Regions from separate parts of the Sus scrofa genome. Here all the other regions are linked to region 1. Evidence: chromatin contacts called from public Hi-C and HiChIP or PLAC-seq data. All regions are on one chromosome and are shown on one strand. The core of a region is the stretch at or near the end of the contact, and the rest is flanking DNA. Distances in the headings are between cores, read along the strand shown.

Evidence for each region. Hi-C and Micro-C count contacts between places; a contact is called where the count stands out from the background. HiChIP or PLAC-seq counts read pairs in DNA pulled down with a chosen protein or histone mark.
Region 2: a Hi-C map of fetal heart ventricle shows a contact between it and region 1, with 2.3 times the contacts expected there. The contact joins two enhancer-like sites. A contact is called at or near these places in 1 of 5 promoter capture datasets (liver) and 1 of 47 Hi-C or Micro-C datasets (fetal heart ventricle).
Region 3: a contact with region 1 is called in an H3K27ac HiChIP or PLAC-seq map of skeletal muscle, with 6 times the contacts expected there. The contact joins the promoter of EFNB1 here to the enhancer-like site in region 1. A contact is called at or near these places in 1 of 5 promoter capture datasets (liver), 7 of 47 Hi-C or Micro-C datasets (embryonic fibroblasts, heart right ventricle, liver and 1 more) and 1 of 2 datasets of contacts at active chromatin or transcription factors (skeletal muscle).

What each region holds. Positions count from the first base shown.
Region 1 is chrX:55,097,807-55,101,318 of Sscrofa11.1, reverse strand. No RefSeq gene overlaps it. Among named protein-coding and RNA genes, the nearest start is that of EFNB1, 150 kb to the right of the region's middle. Within about 2 kb of position 1,853, at least 20 of the 83 cell types and tissues checked have an H3K27ac peak or open chromatin away from gene starts, as enhancers often do.
Region 2 is chrX:55,271,959-55,275,470 of Sscrofa11.1, reverse strand. PJA1 (E3 ubiquitin-protein ligase Praja-1) reads left to right here. Exons shown (of 3, transcript XM_005673705.3): 3 at 1-1,177. Among named protein-coding and RNA genes, the nearest start is that of PJA1, 6.9 kb to the left of the region's middle. Within about 2 kb of position 1,595, at least 12 of the 83 cell types and tissues checked have an H3K27ac peak or open chromatin away from gene starts, as enhancers often do.
Region 3 is chrX:54,945,459-54,948,970 of Sscrofa11.1, reverse strand. It overlaps EFNB1 (ephrin-B1), which reads right to left and starts at 1,632. Exons shown (of 5, transcript XM_021079969.1): 1 at 1-1,632.

The DNA of each region.
Region 1 (3,512 bases), core at 604-3,103:
GGAAAGGAGTGCCAGACTGGATTCAGGGCTTCGCCAAGGAGGGAGGAAAGGCAAGAGGAGAAGGCCAAAGAGAAGGAGAAGAAGGGGGGTGGTGAAGAGGAAGAAGAGGCATCTATTCAGAGGTGATGCCAGTGGTTTTCAAACTCTTTTCCTTGGAGCCTCCAGGACACAAGTGTGAGACCAGTGGGTGGGACTCTCAGATTCTATTGCCTCTAACCAGAGCAAGTCCACCATTACCTGACCCAACATTGAGCTTTCATGCAAGGTTTTGCTTGGTGAAATATTTCTTCTGCGAATATATGAAGGAAGGGAGGGAGACCCGGGGTAGGAGAGTTAGACTACTGTCCATGCTCTCTGCCCCAACAGGGAGCTGAGTGAGGGGCTGGAGATAGAGGCCTCTGCTCATCTCCCTTCTGGCCCTGGCCTCTCCAAAAGGACTGTGGGCAGCCAAAGGAACAGGAGAAAAGAAGGCACATTGCTTCTCTTGGGGAGGGTTTGGGAGGGTTGCTGGAGAAGGAAGCTATACCTGATATTCTAAGGTGCTCTGGAGGGTCTATGAAGATGTTTCTAGGGTTTCACCCAAAATGAAGTATTTTATACCAAACTATGAAGATGTAAGCAATCTGAGGAACTAATCAATTATTTTTTTTAAAGTCTGATTTACTGGGGTCTTAATTCAGAGCTACGTGGGGTTTTCTTTTGTTGTTGTTTTGGTTTTGCTTTTAGGGCTGAACCTGCTGCATATGGAAGTTCCCAGGCTAGGAGTCAAATTGGAGCTACAGCTGCCAGACTATGCCACAGCCACAGCAACAAGGGATCCAAACTGTGTCTGTGAACTACACTGCAGCTCACAGCAAGGCCAGATCCTTAACCCACTGAGCAGGGATCAAACCTGCATCCTCATGGATACTAGTCAGGTTCGTTACCACTGAGACACAACGGGAAACTCAGAACTATGTTTTTTAAGAGGAAAAGAAGAAAGAAAAAAGCTTGAAAGCTACAGCTGCGGCCCAGCACTTTTGGTGAACAGCTCAGGAGAGGCAGTGCCAAGGTTGCACTGGACGCTGCACCATCCATAGCCCTTTCTCATCCCTGGGGTCCCAGGAGTGGTGCCTGGGGAAGTGGCTTTGGAGAAATACAGCAGCTCTCTCCAAGCTTTGAGGGGGGGAGCTGGGCATTGGGCATGTGTAGGTTTGGCCTGAGATGGGAGTGGGAGGAGGAGGACTGAGGTAGGAGCCCAGGGATAAGTGGGTGCTGCCCAGAGGAGTTGGCGGGGTTAAGGAATCCAGACTGGCCCTGCAAGGGAGGTTCCCCAGCCTAGGGGCTGCTGCTCAGCTGCCCGGCAGGCCTGGCCCCTCCAGCGTTGCCATAGTGCTCTGTGGGTCTTCCCAGCAGCCTGCCAGGCGGAATGCGGCCTGGACGTTTCCCAAGGAATGTAATCAAGATGTAAATGGGGGGCCAGGAGGAGCTGGTCGATAGGGTTGTCACCTCCTCAGGCCTGTGTAGAGTCGGAGTGAGTTTGGACTGGCCTAACCGGGGAAATCTCCTGGTTGGGCTCTGCTCTGGGGCAGAGAGGCTGTGAGTGCCAACTTCCCCCTAGGCAGGTCCTGGGAGATGGGAGACGCCTAGCTGGGCAAGCCCCCGGGTCCCTTGTGGGCCCTCTTGCCCACCCATTTCCTGGTACCCAGTGGAGCCTATCACCCCCTGGGTGTGGGAGGTGAACTGGTGACATCTGACAGAAATGTGCAGGGGCTTCAGGTCAGCTTGGTCTTATTAGTGGAGTTCAAAGGAAAGCTCCCAGGAGGCCTAGAGCTTACAAGTCCAGAGGTGCAGGCCTGGGCTGCCCCCACCAGGACTGCCACTGTGGGTTTGTCTGCTTGTGTTGTCTGGGACCAAGGCAATAGAGTATAGAGCTGGCTGGGGCAGGGGACTGAGGTACTCTCAGGCAGCCCTTTGCCCCTCTATGAGTGGCAACGTGAACTCTGGATCTTCCTGATGGCCTGTGAGACACTGCTCTTGGATGAAGCTTGGAGAGCCACTCTGAGCTTGAGATGTCCATGACCAAGGTACCTGCTTCCCTATCACTGCCAGACCTTAGGACTGGCAGGCTTCCAGGGCCAATGTAGCAGTTATGCAGCTGGAATCTTCTGGGGCAATCCCAAATCCTAATGTGTGGTTACTTCCACAAAGAAACATCAAAGTGAGCCTTGGACACCAGGATATTTTGGAATTCAAATGTTGAAGGCCTTTCTGGCACCTCTGAACTCACTCTGAGGAGCCCCCATCTGAGTTATATCTCTGGTCCAGTCTCTGTTCTGTCACTTACGAGATTTTATAGGCCTGGACAAGCCCTTTCTCCTCTCAGACTCCGTTTTTCTCATCTTTTAACTGAGGAACTCAGAAACCAATTGCCTTGAGCTCAGTCGTGGCTGTGATACTCCCTGTCAGACATTACTGGGACTTGCCAGGGATGAGACCTCTGACCCATCGGCTCTTCCTTTCCAGGAGGTTATGAATTAGTCATCAACCCTGTAACCAGACAGCTCTTGACTGAGGTTCTCCCAGAAGCTTCCTGGGAGTGTGACTGTAGGCAAGTCATTTTTCACCCTGAGGATTACTTCCTCAGCTCTGAAGGAAACTATCTTGAGTGGTTTTGAGAATGAAAGGAAGCCATGTGTGGAGTAGCTAAATCAGTGCCCTAGAGCAGGGGCCCAGGAGGTGTGTGTGGGAAGAAGAGTCTCTGAGGTGCTCAGAGGACCCAGGAGCTAGTCCCTATCACTGAGCACTCTGGAGGTCAGAGCTTAGGTGACATTTTTACCCACTCTCCCGAGGAGTGGAACAGCCCTTTGCCAGGCCTGGAAAAGAGCTCATTTTTGCAGAAAGTGCAAAGCCACCAAGGTCTTCCCCAGACAGCAGTGTCTGCCTCTTGCTGCTGGCCAGAGGACTAGTTCCTCCCCCAGAGTGGCCTCTAGCCAGTGTCCACAGCCCTGCCTCACCAGGCCAGGAACCAAAAAGGAAACAACATTCAAGGCCTCAGATTCCTGGCCCTCTCATTTCACTCCGCATGCAGATGGCCCACAGTTTGGCAGAAGCAAGCTTATAGCCTCACCATCGAATCACCAGCCTGGGCATAGGCAGTGAAGGGACCAGAGGGCACCGTCCATGTGCAGACACTTGACTCTTTTCCTCCCACTTCTTGCTCGCTTGCTCACTCTCATTTCCCACCCTCTCTCTCTCTTTTTATTCTTTCTTCCTCTCCCACCTGTCTTCTCTACACTCGGCTTCCCTCTCTGCAGGATCCGTACCTGCATGTCTTTGTCTGGACTTCAGTCTGGCTGGGTTTTCTTCAGCCTTTAGTCTTCCACGTCTGTACCTGGGCTTGCCTTGGAGTAAATATGTGGGAAGTGGAGCCAGACGGCTCTAGGCAGCAGGACTAGTGCCAGAGGCTGGGTAGGCATTCTGGGATAGTAGGACTTTTAGGGGCCCACAGACTCCAAAGGACAACATGAGAA
Region 2 (3,512 bases), core at 346-2,845, 170 kb before region 1:
CTTTTCAACAATAGGAAGTCTCAGAGGGAGTGGGTAAAAAAAATAAAGCTGTATGCTAATTCTATACCTTAACACACTGTCACAAAAGGAATAGAAAATTATATGCCAGACAAGTGCTGTGAAAAACAGAGGTACCCACCCACACCAAGGGAGTAGGTTTGAATGTTTGGCCTTTTGCTTCAGATCTCTCTCTCTTTCCAATAAATATACCTTTTCAGGCACAGGTGAAGTTCTTCCCCGTCATATTTACCTTCCTTCCTCCACAGAGGTAAGCACTACCCAGGAAATGGTGTGTTTACTTCTTGTCTGTGTTTTTAGATGTGTGTGAGTGTGTGTGTGTGTATTAGTGTATATATGTATGTATACATGTGTATTGTATCTCCATAACTGATATAGAATGTTTATGTTTTTTTAAATGGACATAATTGCTAGAATGTATGTATCATTTTGCAACTTGATTTTTTTCATTCAACATTGTTTTTGAGATTTAGCCATTGTGATACAAACATTTTTAATTGCTGCATACTAGATTTTCCACTGTGGGAATGGGTTCATCCCAGTATTTTGCAGCAGTGAACATACTTAACTTTGTGTACATGTATGAGTTTCTCTAGGGGTAAATGTACAGAGGTGAAATTTGGGGGTCTTAGGGTTAGAGCATCTTCATTCTAACTAGATATTGCCAACCTGCTCTCCAAAGCGATTGTACTAATTGATACTGCTACCAACAGTTTGAGAACTGTTTTTGGCTCCAACAGCTTGGATACTGCTAATGATCAACCTCACAGGCAATCAGTGATGTGTAAATTAATACGACAATGAAACTGATTGTGTCTACCAGAAAGCAGTAGTTTTTCATGGTGGTAATAATCTAGTGTGGGCTGGAAGGAGAAAAAAATGGGAGCACTCGTGTGGGGGGTGTGAATGTGAACGAAAGCAGCCTTTTTGGAGAGCAGTTTGAGGAGTAGCTAGCTATCTTTCAAAATGGAAAATGGTGCGTGTCCCTGAGTGCAAATTAGATACGGTGGTAGTATGGAATTAGTGCTATGCAACAGTTATAAACTGTATGGACTGCTATGGAAAGATCTCCAAAACATGTTAAGTTAAAAAAAAAAAGCAGCATATTGTAGAGCAATATGTACAATCTTGATGTAAAATAAAATCTTGCAAAACTGAACTATATGTGAGAATGCATAAAAGTGTTTGGAAGCCTAACTGATGGCAATGTTTACCTCTGGAGAAGGATAGGGGATTAAGGGAAAGGAGTGAGGCTTTTGATTTTTTTCCCTCCCCGAAATAGTTAATCTGCCGGATTTTTTTTTTCCAGTGTCAGTGTATTTTCATGAATGTTAACAAAATAAGTCAAATCAAAAAAGTTTCCAATTGATAAAAAAGAAAGAATTTTTCTATCTCTGCAAGTATGGAAACGTGGTGGAAGCCACCGTCCTTATTTTTGCTGCAGCTGGTCAAGCTGCTATTTATAACTTCATCCCTCACAGCCATTCTGTGTTCCCCCTTGGCCTCCAGCCAGCACCTCAGCTGTCATGGTGACTCCGAAGTCTGTGACCTTGGAGGGACCTCATTTGGGTGGGGTTGTGGTGGTTGGCCTAATATTAACCTCTGCAGTCCCTTGACTGGAACCACACAAGGAGGGGTGTTAGGAACCCTCTTGCAGCCTGGTCGTTCTCCTCCCTCCTCCTTGAATAGTGGTGGCCCCAATTTCCCTTAGAGTCAGAATTAGTAAATCCATGGAAGGGGACTTCTCCTCAGCCCCTGCGGGTCCCCTGTTGGATAAGCCCATGGCTGCAGAGAGTCAAACCAGAGGTCAGGCTCTCCCGACTAGGGACATCAACAAGGCCTGAGACTCAGGTCCCCAGACCCAGCAGCCTGAGCCGAGACCTCAGTCTCATCACATCCGACATGGGGCGTCTGTCTGGGGGGAGGAGTCAGAGGACCGGAAGGTTTACTAAGGCGGGTGGTGGCCCAGAGCTCCTGGGAGGGATGTAGCCATGTCCTTGGCTGCCCAGTTCCCTTGTTCCTGCCAGTTTCTGACTCTCTGTCCTCTCTGACAATTCCCCAAGTTCCCCCATAGCTTTCCAATAAAACCATTCTGCTTAAATTAACTAGAGTTGGTTTCCATTGCTTGTAACTAAGAACCCCAAGTGGCATGCTTACCATCACCCTAGCCCTCTGTTATGCATGTTTTCTTACTCATATGAGAGATCCCTGATGGCCAAGGGTCAGGTGGTTTCTGTTTACAGTGCAGTGGACCCATTATTGACACCTCCTGCCATGGTTCTAGAACAGCAGGCCTTGGGTGCTTCTGTACACAAAGCAGACACTTTTGAGAGTACATTATTTGGTATATTGATTGAAGGTGCCACCCACCACACTGCACATCTTGGTTTCTGGACATGTTTCCTGGCTGCGGAATAAACAGCCTCCCATTTTCTTTGCTGATTTGGAGCAGAAATCCCTTCATCTTGTGAGAGAGCACCCCAGCTTCCTGACATGGTCCCCACAGCTGGCACTACAGCTGGATCATCCTAAGGTCCTTCCTGGCTCTAAGGCTCCGCCTTCTCTCAGCCCTCTGTTCCAGCTAGATCCTTCTCCGTTTGTGTCAGCACCTCTGACCTGAAATGTCCTTTCCAGCTCTGTCAATTCTTTCCGTTCTCTAACAAGTCCTGTTCTCAGGCCAGCTCCTGAAAATAATCTTTTCTGATGCTCCCAGCTCTCTGCACCCCATCCCTATGAGTCCTTGCAGTCAGGTGCTCTCTATGTCTGAGTCATTTCCATAGACCTGGCTCTCAATGCTGGCCTCAAAAGGGTTCAGCAGCATTTGCTGAGGATGAATGAGTTCCTCCCCAAGGTAAGTTCAGGGGCAGGGGTGGTGTTCAGAGAACCCAGGAAATGTCCTGGGGCCCTGCCCCAACCAGGAACAGGGTGCCCCCCTACCCCCAGCCTCTGCAAGCCCCCCCCCCCACTGGCCATCCTCTACTCCTCACACCCTCTGTCCCAGTTTCTGTTTGTCCTGCTGAATCCCCAGTGTTTCAGAGGCTGTTCTCAGGCCCAGGGCCAGCGCCTAGGAAGTGGTGGTGATCTCACACATGGAGAAATGCATGGCAAGCAACCTCAGTATACTCCTCTTTGACTTGACTTGAAACTCTTGACAAACACGGGGCTGATAGGGCACTTGTTAATCTGCCACCTCACCCCTGCCTCTGCCAAGGCCTGGTGTGGAGCAAGCTGGGTTCCGGGACCCCTGAGGAACACTTTCAGCCTGCCTTGATGTTCGCATCTGTAGAATGGAACTTTGCAGCTAGGCACATGGCTGCAGGTTTCTGCTGACCCCTGCATACCTCTCAGATTATTTCTGCCATCTGACTTCACTATTCTGAAGAAGGTAGTAGAATGTTAGTGAGATTTATAACCCTTACATTTGTTTTTTAATTAATTAATCAATCAATCTATTTTTTTTAGGGCCGCACCCACGGCACATGGAGGTTCCCAGG
Region 3 (3,512 bases), core at 383-2,882, 150 kb after region 1:
TTGAAGTGCTCCCCTCCCGCCGGCTTCGGTGTCGCTCTTCTCCGCCCCGCCGGCCAGGAAGATTCACTGGGCAGCCGCCCCCAACCCGGGCATGAGCTGCGGCCTCCGAGGGCTCGCTCCCCTGGCCTCTCCGCCGCACGAGGCGCGACGGGGGCTGTGAGCCCCCGGGTGATCCCGCCGGATTCCGCTCGGCTTTCCGAGACTGTTTGGGACTGCGCGCCTTCTCCCCAATGGGGTCTCGTCACTGGAGACTCTGCGGTCGCCCAGAAGCCTCGACCGTTTCGGGATCGGCACCCTTGGGAAGAAGTGGGAGTCTCCCCAACACACGAACTCGTTCCGGGGGCTCCCGACCGGAGCGCCCAGGCACGGGCTCCGTTCCTCCAGGCCACACTGAGACTCCGGGCTGTGCGCCCCCCGACAGCTTCTACTTCAGCGCGGGCCCCGCTCAGTGTACTTATAAGAGCGGGGAGACGCTGCCGAGCGAGCAAGTCCCATCAGTTTGCACCTCTGAAGCCTCGGCCGGGTGGCCCGGCAGTCCAGCCGCCGAGTCCTAGCTCCCCGACGATTGCGCCCGAGGGTCTGAGGCCAGTGCGAGGCTCACACACCTCCCACTGCTGTCCAGCGCGCATAGACTCCCTCCGCCGCGGCTGAGCTGTCTACTCCCCTGCTCAGGCGAACGCAAGGCCAACCCTACTCATCTTAGCCAATAGCAAGCTCCGTCACGGGGTCCTTGCCCCGCACCACGCCCCCAAGAACAGGAAGGGGGTGGGGTTTCAGGGAGCTCTTAAGGACGCCGCGCTCTCGATGGCACCAATTTGAGTGTGCGGCTTGTGCGGTTAGGTGTGGGTCCCGCCTAGTCCGTTTCCAGAGCGCTCAGCCCGTGGGAAGTTGGTGCTCCTCTTGAGCTGTCGGCCTGTTCTCCTCCCCGCGCGCCTGGCCCGCTGACCTGGGCTAGACAGGCCCTGTCCTAAGTATTCCGGGAAAGTACTGCCATTCTTTTTTTACACACGCGAGCCCTGAAGTCCTGCTCCCGTGCCCACCTCAGTGGCAAGGATAGCTTGTATACTCTCAGTCCCGTAGGTCTCTGGTGGGCTTTCCTCCTTCCGCCCTCGCAGTGCGGGTCCGCTTGCAAATGGACTCGGAGTCCTGAAAAGACAAACCAATCGCGGTGGGTGGTGGAATCTCAGAGGAGTCAAGTACGGAAAAGGGGAGGGAGGAAGATGAGTTCTTCGCCCCTGGGGACCAGGCCTTGGGAGTCTCAACTTTGGGGAAGAGCTTTGTGGAACAACGGGGGCCCAGTTTTGGGGTCTGGCGTTGTCTCAAGGCGCGGGCAAAGCCCCAGGATACGGCAACGGGGATTAGAGGGCACCTCGGTAAAGAAAGACACCTGGAGAGCAAAGAGGAAAAGGCGCAGGGCAGAGGCGCCTTTCGAAAAAGCAAAAGCGGGCGCCCTCGCCCCAAGACTGCGGACTCCAGTTCCTCCCGGCCTCGCCATCTGGGTCTTTGTCTCCCAGCCCTGGCCCATTCTCCCCGCCCCTCCTCACTTCCTTGCTTATAACTTTGGCTCCATCCCACAGTTCAGACCCTCCCGGTCCGACCCGCTCTCCTGGGTCGGACCACAGCAGACATACACACGTGCTAACGTCTCCCTCTACTGGTCTTCCATAGCACTGCGGGCGCCTGGGACCGACTGAGAGCACCCACCCCAACAAGAGCATGGCTCACAGCAGCCTGGCACAGGCACTTGAACGCAAGACCTGGGATAGGGGAGGTGGCTTTGGCAAGAACAGAAGCCCGGTATGGGGAGGAGAAGAGATCACTAGGAGGAAGATCTGGGTTTGGGATTGACTCAGGGACTGCCAGGCTGCAGAGGATATAAAGTTTTCTTGCTGCTGCTTTATGGAAATAATTAGGTGAATGACATTCCCGAAGTGCTCGCCATTTACACAGTTTCCTGTCCTTGCACTTAAATAGGAGACTGAGCTACTGAGTTTCTCACTGGATCCTCTGATGATCTCTTTAGCTCATAGAGTGGGCCTGTATTTGGGTGGAAATAAAAAGGGAGAAGGGGGTTCCTCCCACTTTCAGGGACAGAGCCTGGAAGATCTGGGTAGAAAGGGAAGAAGAGGAGCTGTTTAAAAATCTCCCAGCTCCCAGATGGACCCCTTATTGGGGTGTGAGCAAGGAGAGACAAAAACTAGCTGCAGGGATATACCCATCATCCAGCTTGAAGACTAGGATTGCCACAAGTGTATGGCAGTACAGCAAAACCTGAGGATGAAAAACAGTCTGAGTACCTACTGTGTGCCAAGAACCATAGTAGAGGCATATCCCTTCAGAATCCTTTAGGCTCAGGAAGAAGTGATTCATCTGAGGTCACAGAGCTGATCAGTGGTAGAAGCAGGATTTGGCCCCAGACTTATCTGTCTCCAAAGCCTATGCCTGTTTCCCTGTACTATACCCACTCGCCACACTTCCAGCCCCTTCTTGCTTCCTTCCTTGCTTAATCCATTCCTAGTTGAAAGCTGGTTCATGCCTGGAAGGAAGTGGCCTTCAGGATGGCCAGGATTCCACTCTTCACTTCCAGTCTTCCAGAAGGTTTCTAGGCCTAGGAAAGTTCGTCTTTGTTCCTGGCCACATCCTCAAGTTTCCAGCTAAAATCATCACCACCAATCCAAGAACCAACTTTAGATTCCACTACCAGCACTCCCAGTGCCCGTCAGGAGGCAAGCCCAAGACCTGGTGGGGGATGGGGCAGATGAGGCTATGCTGCCAGACTTAGGAAACATGGGAATACAGCAGCAGCTCCTGAGGGTGCCAACACCTCATCCTGGGTGGGGAGGGCACAGAGGAAAGAACAGACTCTATGTCTAGGCCTGCTTTGCACGCTGGTCACCCCTGGTCACGGCACAGTCTTTCTGCCTCAACCTGTCCACCAGAGCCTCAGTAGCAAGGCTGGGCCTACTCCATCCCGCTGCCAGGGCCAATGACTCCAGGCCCCCACCTCCTGCCCCACCCTAGCAGGGCCTCTGATGTAGTGATTCATGCCCCTGAGGTAGGGAAAAATTACTCCCCAACGAAGCTAGAGAGGAAGTCAGGACCTATGGGGGCTGTGGACCCTCTCTTATCCAAGCTCTCTCTGTTTCAGTGATAGTCACAACCCTTCCCCCAAGCCTACCAGATCAGTATTACCCAACCCACTTGTACTTCTCAGGGTTCAAGTCCACAAGTGTTTCCTGAGCACTGATCCTGTGCTGGCCTCTGAACTGGTGATCCAAAGGGGAACCCCACCAAGCCCTGCCTTCAAGGAGCTCCAAGCAGATGGAAATCAGTATATGTGGGCCTCCTGGACTCAGGGATGTGGAAGAATATCTGGCAGCTGCAGGAAGCCTTAGGCATCATGCAGCCTCTGGAGAGCTACAGAGATCAGCTTCCCACACCCATGGGATGCAAGGGGTGTGAACTTCAGAGCCACAGATTTCACTGCTTATCAGCTGTGTCTTCTTGGGCAA